Regions from separate parts of the Mus musculus genome. Here region 1 is linked to region 2. The links are chromatin contacts, called in public capture Hi-C maps. All regions are on one chromosome and are shown on one strand. The core of a region is the stretch at or near the end of the contact, and the rest is flanking DNA. Distances in the headings are between cores, read along the strand shown. Region 1 overlaps Hivep2 (human immunodeficiency virus type I enhancer binding protein 2). Region 2 has its middle 17 kb from the start of Sf3b5.

Region 1 (4,148 bases), core at 1,523-4,022, 990 kb before region 2:
CTTCGGTTTCCCGAGAATGAGCTCCATCTTAAGCAGGTCTCTTGATTTTTCTGACATGTCAATTCTATGACCCTTAACTGTAGGTACTTTGAGGGGTTTCTACTTATTCCTTAAACAACACAAGTGTCATGTGCCCTTACCTAAGAAAATAAAGTTGCTATACTCCCTCAGTGCTCTTAGTTTATGGATTGCTTTGGGAGACAAGGGGCGAGCATGGGCTGAACGCATAACGTTCTGGAGTTCTTCCTTCAGTCTCACTTCCAGTAAAGAGAACACACTAACCAGGAACCTCCTTCAGCAGCTCTGACCCAAGCTGATAAAACAGTCACTTACCCTATACTCAGACTGAGCGACGACAAGCAATGAAACTGTCTCCATAGAAACCAAGTACACAATGGAATCCACTCATGGTTGGGTTCGGGATCTATCTGCTTTAGCAGAAAGGCCATTTGCAGCCAAGCTCTTGCTCTAACTTAGGTTTGCTCATCAAACGCATACCATCACACCTTTAGAGTGTCACAGTACTGAGGATTACAGAAATCATCCTCCAGGGAGAGGGAAAGCGGGGCTGAGGAGGAAGGATAGAGCTACATATATAGTTATAAAAATGCCAAAGCAGATTCCATGCTAAGCTCTGCCAAAAAGAGAACAATTACTCTTACCCATCAGCATGCAGCCTCAAAATTATATTCTCTTTTCCAAATAGAAGCCGTCATCAGATTACAAAAAACGAGGATATCCTGCCGAAACTCAACTAGTTCTTATATGGCATAAGCACAATGCAATCAAGGGACAAGCAGCTATTCCCTCCCACACAAATTATATTCTTCTGTGAAATGTATTTTTAATGAAAAATGCATAGCCCTCCTCCGTGTTTGGTTCTGCGCTCCCACTCCTCCACATAAAAGCATACATTCATTTTGAAGAAAGGGAGAACTGTATACCTCCTTAGGACACCCCCTACACCACAGAGCACAGGAGAATAGACGCATCCTACCCCTCAGATGGATCTTTCCACACACTGTCACTCCTCAAAAAGCAAATCGAGTTGCCAGTGACACCTGGGAGATACTTCAATGGAATCAACCAAGAGGGCTTCACCCATGTTTAAGTGATTTCTTTCTAATCAGATGCATTAAGGAAGCTTAATTTATTCGATTACCAATGACTCAAAACCCCTAGCTCTGAATTTCAATCTCTCACAAGTTTCAAGCGATAAATTGCTTGCTTGTGAGTCACCCTGCTTCTCCAAGGAGCGAGTTCTCAAAGGGAAAGGAAAGGGTTTGGGTAGGTGAGCTTTGCCTGGCACCTGCCTCTCTTTCTTTCTCCTACAGTCATTCGAATTTTAAATGACCAAAACTGAAACAACATGACTTGGCAGGTGATAGGTTTTTGCCATTAGGAAGGCTCATGTGAAAGGAAGAGACAAAAATAATTACAAAATGTCCCATGCCCACTTCATGGAACAGAATGAAACCAAAGAGCTATGAATAAAATACTTCCAGACAGTTTCTTCACCCCACACTTCTTTCTCAGGGTACCAGAGGCAGAGATTATCTCCTAATTTGGTTCCTAGGAAGCAAACTATCAAGAAAGTTGTTGCAGTAAGACTGGTAATGCTACATTAAGAGAAAATGCCCTGATTTTGGAAGGGGTGTGTGGGGGAAATAACAAAATTGGTAAGCAAAATCAGTAATTTCTTTTCATAGTGGAAATCGTCTTAAAAGACCAGAAAAGTAATTCTACCTAAATGAGTAAATGTTATAATTGCATTTCAGTAAAAAGAGTGTTTACATTTTGTCTAATTGGCATTTAAAGAAACCAAAATCATCACCAGAAAGATCGCCACCCACAGAGGCAGCCTAGTGTGCCCTGCCTCACATGTGACCCCCACCCACCTGCTTAAGCCCCGCCTTCCTTCACGCCACAGGAAATTGGGAATCACTTCTGCAAACAAGTAGCAGGAGGAAATGATAAAGACAGGAAGATAAAGAGGAGGAAAGAAGTGGTGTGGAGACAGACAGACAGACCATTTGGGGGAGAGCACACACAGCGTTTTAGATATTGGGGCCAATCTGGCTACAGTTTAGTAATCTTACATTCGTTCGAAAGAAAAAAAAAAGTGGGAAAGGAAGCAAATTAAAAATTCCTGTGTGTTAGTTATAATTCATCTCCACACATATACACAAATGCACAGGTCTCCATAGCTTGTCAAAATAAGGTGCAGGTTAAAAAATAAAATCAGTGCTACATGGATAGCCAACTAAACTCAAACACAAAATTCTTATCACTGTGCCTACTCAACATCTTAAAATTTAGAACCTCTGCTCTTATTCATGGCTAACAACAGCAACAACAATTCAGCTGCTCATGGATCTTTCCAGCAGATATGAAAGGCAACCTCTTAACTAATTAGAATCCTATGCAGCTCTATCCAACCCAGAGTTGCCACCCTCCTCCCCCAGCTGCCCACAGCGGGGGTTCTAACTATCCACTTTCTCGGTCCGGAAATGCACCTTTCCCCACAGGCAGCCACAGCGAAGAGCTAAGGAAAGAGCTGAGCCAGGGATTCGGCTGTTCACAAAAGGAATTCCCCTCCCTTCCCCTCTTTCTCCCTCCCCCTTCTTCTTCTGTCCCTCCCCCGTCATCACTGGTGAATAATATCCCTCACTACCTGCCTTGATCAACACCGTGAGCCCCTGTCTTCAGGCATGCAGGGAATTTAACAGCCTGGAAATTCCTGTTGTCCACTCGCTGAGGTCACAGATAAAGCTAAACAACAGCCGTGGCTCCCATCAATCATAAGTCACTCGCTGGGAGAATGTATGGAAGGAGACCTGATGTAAGCGAGTCACCAGAGAAAATACCCACTGATGACGCATATCCAGGCATAAAAATAGTCACAGGGCCCTCAAAGGGATTATTCAACAGCCTACATTTAGACTTTCTTACAACAGACCTGAAGTCAATGTGCCACAGTAAGTGGCTGAAGTTTAAGTTCAACAGACAGAACCAGGAATAGTTGCTTTAAACATGCTCCCACCGTAACAAGCTGTTTAGTAAGTTTTAGCATCTCTTTCTAAGCATCAAACAGTACCAACCAGCCATCTCACAAAATGCCACAGCATTGTTAATTCTACTCACAACTTTCAAAGCACAATTTCTGCTTATAACACACATGGCCTAAGAACATTAGACTCAAGCAGTCCAGAGATACATTGTCACCACAGGAGATACATAGTCACCACAGGAGATACATAGTCGCCACAGGAGATCCATAGTCATGGCTGTTTCCTCAACTGAAGGTAGGAAAATAGTACAAACTGCAGTTGTGAATCTTTTGTCTCTGGAAAACATGCTTTTAAGTGGAATAAAACTTAATAACAAGGTACACCACAGAAGCTGACATTCTGCTCCCTGTCTTTGCGGTTATAATTGTTCAGAAGTGGTTGGATCATTTATAGGAATAATTATGGTGTGTGTTACATACACCTGCTACATGTGGAACATTTATGTGCTCATTAAGATTAATAGCTCATGAGCATGACCACTGTTCAACAAATGGGTGCATGAAAATAAGAAATGATGAGATCTTAACCAAGCAAGTGACAAAATATTAATGATGGCATAAAGCCTGGATTGTTAGGTTGTTGTTGTTGTTGTTGTTGTTTTATGAGGAGAAAAATATCTTTTTACGTGTATCACAATTATAATAATAATTCAAGTTATTTGTTCCTTTCCCATCCTACTCAAACATATGTGCAGCTTGCAGATCAGAAAAGGCTGGATTTTGACATATTTTCTATCTGAATATCTAAAAATGTTCCCCTCCAAGTTTCCTACGGCGAACAATGAAGGAAACTGGCTATCACAGACCCTAAAATTCAGCCTCAGGATTTGAACACCTCGCCTGCTTGCTATGTCCTCCTCCTTGTTAGCCTTACTTGGCGATTCTCCGAATAATGCAGATTTCCACTGTTGTCATGCAAATTTATCAGCCACACAGAAGGGATCTGTGATAGAGTTGATCTCAGTACCTGATGTTACTGGCTGCCCTGCCTACACGACTAGCAAAGGGCTCTTAGCAACAAGACTGTCACTCTGACAGAGCATTGCGGGCTTTTGTTTTAGAAGTATCTGACTTCTCT
Region 2 (3,969 bases), core at 979-3,478:
GATAAAACCAAATTTACATAGTATCTTTCCACAAATCCAGCCCTATAAAGGATAATAGATGGAAAACACCAATACAAAGAGTGAAACTACACCCTAGGAGAAGCAAGAAAGTAATCTTTCAACAAACCCACACAAACATAATTCCACCTCTAACAAGAAAATTAACAGGAAGCAACAATCACTTTTCCTTAATATCTCTTACTATGAAAATTAATATTAACAACATATTCTAATTGATTGAAATTCAAAAATATGAGGAGTTAGAAATTTGTCAGTTGTCATCCCGTGGTCTCTCTAATTTGGCAATGGAAGAAATAGGTCCAATATTGTACAATCCATATACACTTTCTGCTTATTTGTACATGTCAGGGTCTTGCTGTGTGCCATATAATGGTCTTGAAATCATGCTTCTCCTATCTCAGCCTCTCTATTAGTAGGACTATTTATTTGATGTTTTTACACTATACTATGGTTTTCAGAACAGCTTACACATTTCAAAATTATTTATACAGCCAAAAGAAATGTAGACAATTAATTTGGGAGGTGGCTTGTAAAAGAACAGTAAAGAGTGAGACTGAAGGCTTTGCTTGATATTGATAATTATTGTATCAATTTTGAAGAAGATGACTTTATAAATTACTCTTATTCTGAGATGAATGCTTTTCAAAATCATCACATCCAATGAACCAGAATCTTGCCCTCACCTAACGTCTGTGCCACCCTCCAAGCAGAACCATTGCTCACTGAAACAGTTGATGAATGGCTTCATGGATAGACCATCTTACTACACACACCATTCCTTAAATGAATGTGACCTGTTCCCTGTGGGCTGAGAATGACGACAATCACTCAAGTCAAGTAGCTTTGACAGTAGCAGGAAATCTGTATCCAAAAATCGTGCCTACAATTCATTCCTTGGTGCAGCAGAACTGTCAACTCTTAGCTTAGCTACTATGGAGGTAAAATCCTTTGGTGATGAGAGGAACATTCAAGTCCAGCCTTATTACAATGAACTCCAGTGTCCAAACACTGTTCTTATTTTGTGTTTGTACCACTAGATTGTAAGCTCTATTAAAAACAAAACAAACAAACAAAAAGACTTTGTCTATTTATGTTCTTTAAAAAAGTAATAGTGATATATTATTTTAAAATATCATACAGTTAATATATTTTGAGTTATTTAAAATTTATACTGAGAAAAGCGTATGTACTTTCAGTATTGCTGTAGACAAACATCTACATAAGACTGTTCAGTTGTGTTCTATCAAACAACTTTTATAATACTCATTTTTATTGTTACAATACTTTATAAATTTTAAAGATATGATAAAAACATAAGGTATTGCAGGTTTTGATGGGGGGCTCTCTGGGAGGAGTTGGGGTACAAAAGGGAAAGAAGAATGTGATGTAAGTCTATTTACTCAAAATATGTTTTTAAATGTTAACAAATTCAGATAAATTGAAATTATGTATCTTTTCTCATCATTATGCAATAAAACTTAAATCAAAGGGAAAAAAGAGTATATTTAGGGATATATATATGGAAGATGGTCATGTTTTTATATCGACTTGATATATTGATCACTACTGACTTATATTTCTTGGGGTTTTGTTTGTTTGTAATTATGGCTGGCTGGATGTGCAATACAAACATGGTCTTTGAGTCTGTCAGGCAAGTGCTCCACCACCAAACTAGAGCTCTACCCTGTCCCCTGTCCCCTGTCATCCAGTGTTGTCATTGAGGTGCCACCCCCACCCCTACTCCCAAGAAAAAAAGCTGCTTCAGGGTCTGAGAACCTGAGTCAATCCAGTGGAGTAATGTTGCAGAAGGAGAGATTTAACTCTCTTGAGTTGTCCTCTGTCCTGAACACAGACACAGACACAGACAGACACAGACACAGACACAGACACAGACACAGACACAGACACAGACACAGACACAGACACAGACACAGACACAGACACAGACACAGACAGACACAGACACAGACACACACACACACACACACACACACACACACACACACACACACACACACACACACACACTTTAAAAAGGAGTTATCTTAAATGACCTCTTCTTTCAGCATGGGTTTTTTTGTGCTTTGGTTTTAGACCTCTTTATGGGGTCATTTTCTCATTTACAAACACCTGGGAGTACAGAGAGCTGTTACATCTTTTGTATTTTTCTCCTTTGAGTCTACTGAGAGGACCATCCTTTTTCCTTTGTGTTGCATGATGGGAGGAGTCACAGTCACCAGGGGTACCCAGAGCACTTGGCTGATTGCAGCAGGCAGCTACAGGTGGGAACAGTTCCTCAATGATGGTTCCAGATACCAAGGTGATTCTAGAACGCCGACTCCTGGGTTCAGGATCTACATCAGTGTTCTCGGCCTTACTAATTAACGCTGCAGCCCTTTAAGACAGTTTAAGCCTTAGGCTGTGGTGCCCCCTAACCATAGCATTCTTTTCGTTGCTACTTCCTAACTGCAGTTTTGCTACTGTTATGAAGCATCAAGTAAATATCTGATGAGCTGGATATTTGATATTTGACCTCTGTGAATAGGTCATTTGATCATCCCCCACACACAAAGGACTAAGTCCCACAGGTTGAGAAACACTGCTCTAGGAAATTTGTCTATACTTCCTTCACCATTATCATCCCACACATATCACAAGTATTTATTTAATTTTAGAAAAGTTCAGTCCTGTAATTATTTAGTGTGTAAGAGAGAGTGTTTTCAGGAGTCGCTTCTCTCGTTCCATGTGTTGGTCCCAGAAATTGAATTCAGGTCATCAGGTTTTATGCCTTTGGCAAAGGAGCCATCCCACTGGCCCTCCACACGCACTTGTGGGCTTGAGTTCTGAGGAGAGCTGAAGATAACTTTGAACTCCTGATTTTCCTTCCTCTCTGTTGTGGCTAGCCCTGGGGCTAATTATACTTGATGTTAACTCAGTTCTCCCGTAGGGGCTGCGCACAAGGAATGAGTCAGCACTCAGGTGATTTCCTGTAAACCTGCTTCCCACCTTAATTTGTAAAATAAAGGAGAGCTGCTGATTGGGCAGATAAAGGGAAGGTAGAGGAGAGAGAGAGAAGAAGGAGAAAATGGAAGAGGGAGAGGACACAGAGGAGGAGGAGGAAGAAGAAAAGCAGAGCAGAAGCACGTGGCCTGGAGAAACCCACAAGTTCTAAGAGATCATATAGATGTGGAAGATGGTAGTGGAGCGGTAGATCTGCCCAATCTAGGCGCACAGCATGTAATCATATTACCTGTGTTGTGTTTTCATTGCCGGGGCATATTTGGGTTGGACATTTACCCCAACACTCTCATTAAGAGCTGGGATTGTAGATGGTGCATACCACAGCCCCTGGTTTATGCAACACTTGAGCCTTTAACTCAGAACCTCTTGCATTCTGGGTAAGTACTCCACTCAGCTGCACCCCTGAAATCTCCGTTTTTAATTTACTTACTCAGTTAATATTTCTATTTGTTTCTTTATTCACTCATATTCTTCGGTTATTAAAGTAAATTTCATTGTGTACATGTATTGCGTATGACATACAAAGGCTCAATTGCATGTAATCCTATGCTACATTAAACATGCTCTCTCCCATATGCCTTACCCTCTCCTTTATCTCCTGTTTTTAGTGTCTCCTAAACATTTTTTGAGTTTAAAATTTTTTTATATGAACCAGTGTTTTCCCTGCCTGTATATCTATGTACTACACACATCCGGGGTCTGCAGAGATGCAAAAGTGTGATTGATCCCCTGGGACTGGGGATAAATATGGTTGTGAGCTGCCATGTGGGTGATAGGAATGAAAGCTTTCTGCTAGAGCAGCAAGTGTTCTTAACTGCTGAGCCATCTCTCCTAGAGTTTTAATTTTTTTCCATTCATTAATTTATTTGTCCACTTTACATCCTGATTGCAGTGACCTCCAGTGACCCGCCCTCTCCTCCAAGTGTC

Evidence for each region. Capture Hi-C pulls out chosen DNA fragments and counts their contacts.
Region 1: a contact with region 2 is called in a capture Hi-C map of embryonic stem cells, with 5 times the contacts expected there. The contact joins two enhancer-like sites. A contact is called at or near these places in 1 of 484 Hi-C or Micro-C datasets (embryonic fibroblasts), 1 of 115 datasets of contacts at active chromatin or transcription factors (embryonic stem cells) and 1 of 9 other capture datasets (embryonic stem cells).

What each region holds. Positions count from the first base shown.
Region 1 is chr10:14,016,640-14,020,787 of GRCm38.p6, reverse strand. The region is part of intron 1 of Hivep2 (human immunodeficiency virus type I enhancer binding protein 2); the gene reads right to left. Among named protein-coding and RNA genes, the nearest start is that of Hivep2, 52 kb to the right of the region's middle. Within about 2 kb of position 2,772, at least 164 of the 459 cell types and tissues checked have an H3K27ac peak or open chromatin away from gene starts, as enhancers often do. A contact at or near this core is called in embryonic stem cells, where this site is marked.
Region 2 is chr10:13,023,175-13,027,143 of GRCm38.p6, reverse strand. No RefSeq gene overlaps it. Among named protein-coding and RNA genes, the nearest start is that of Sf3b5, 17 kb to the right of the region's middle. Within about 2 kb of position 2,228, at least 5 of the 459 cell types and tissues checked have an H3K27ac peak or open chromatin away from gene starts, as enhancers often do. A contact at or near this core is called in embryonic stem cells, where this site is marked.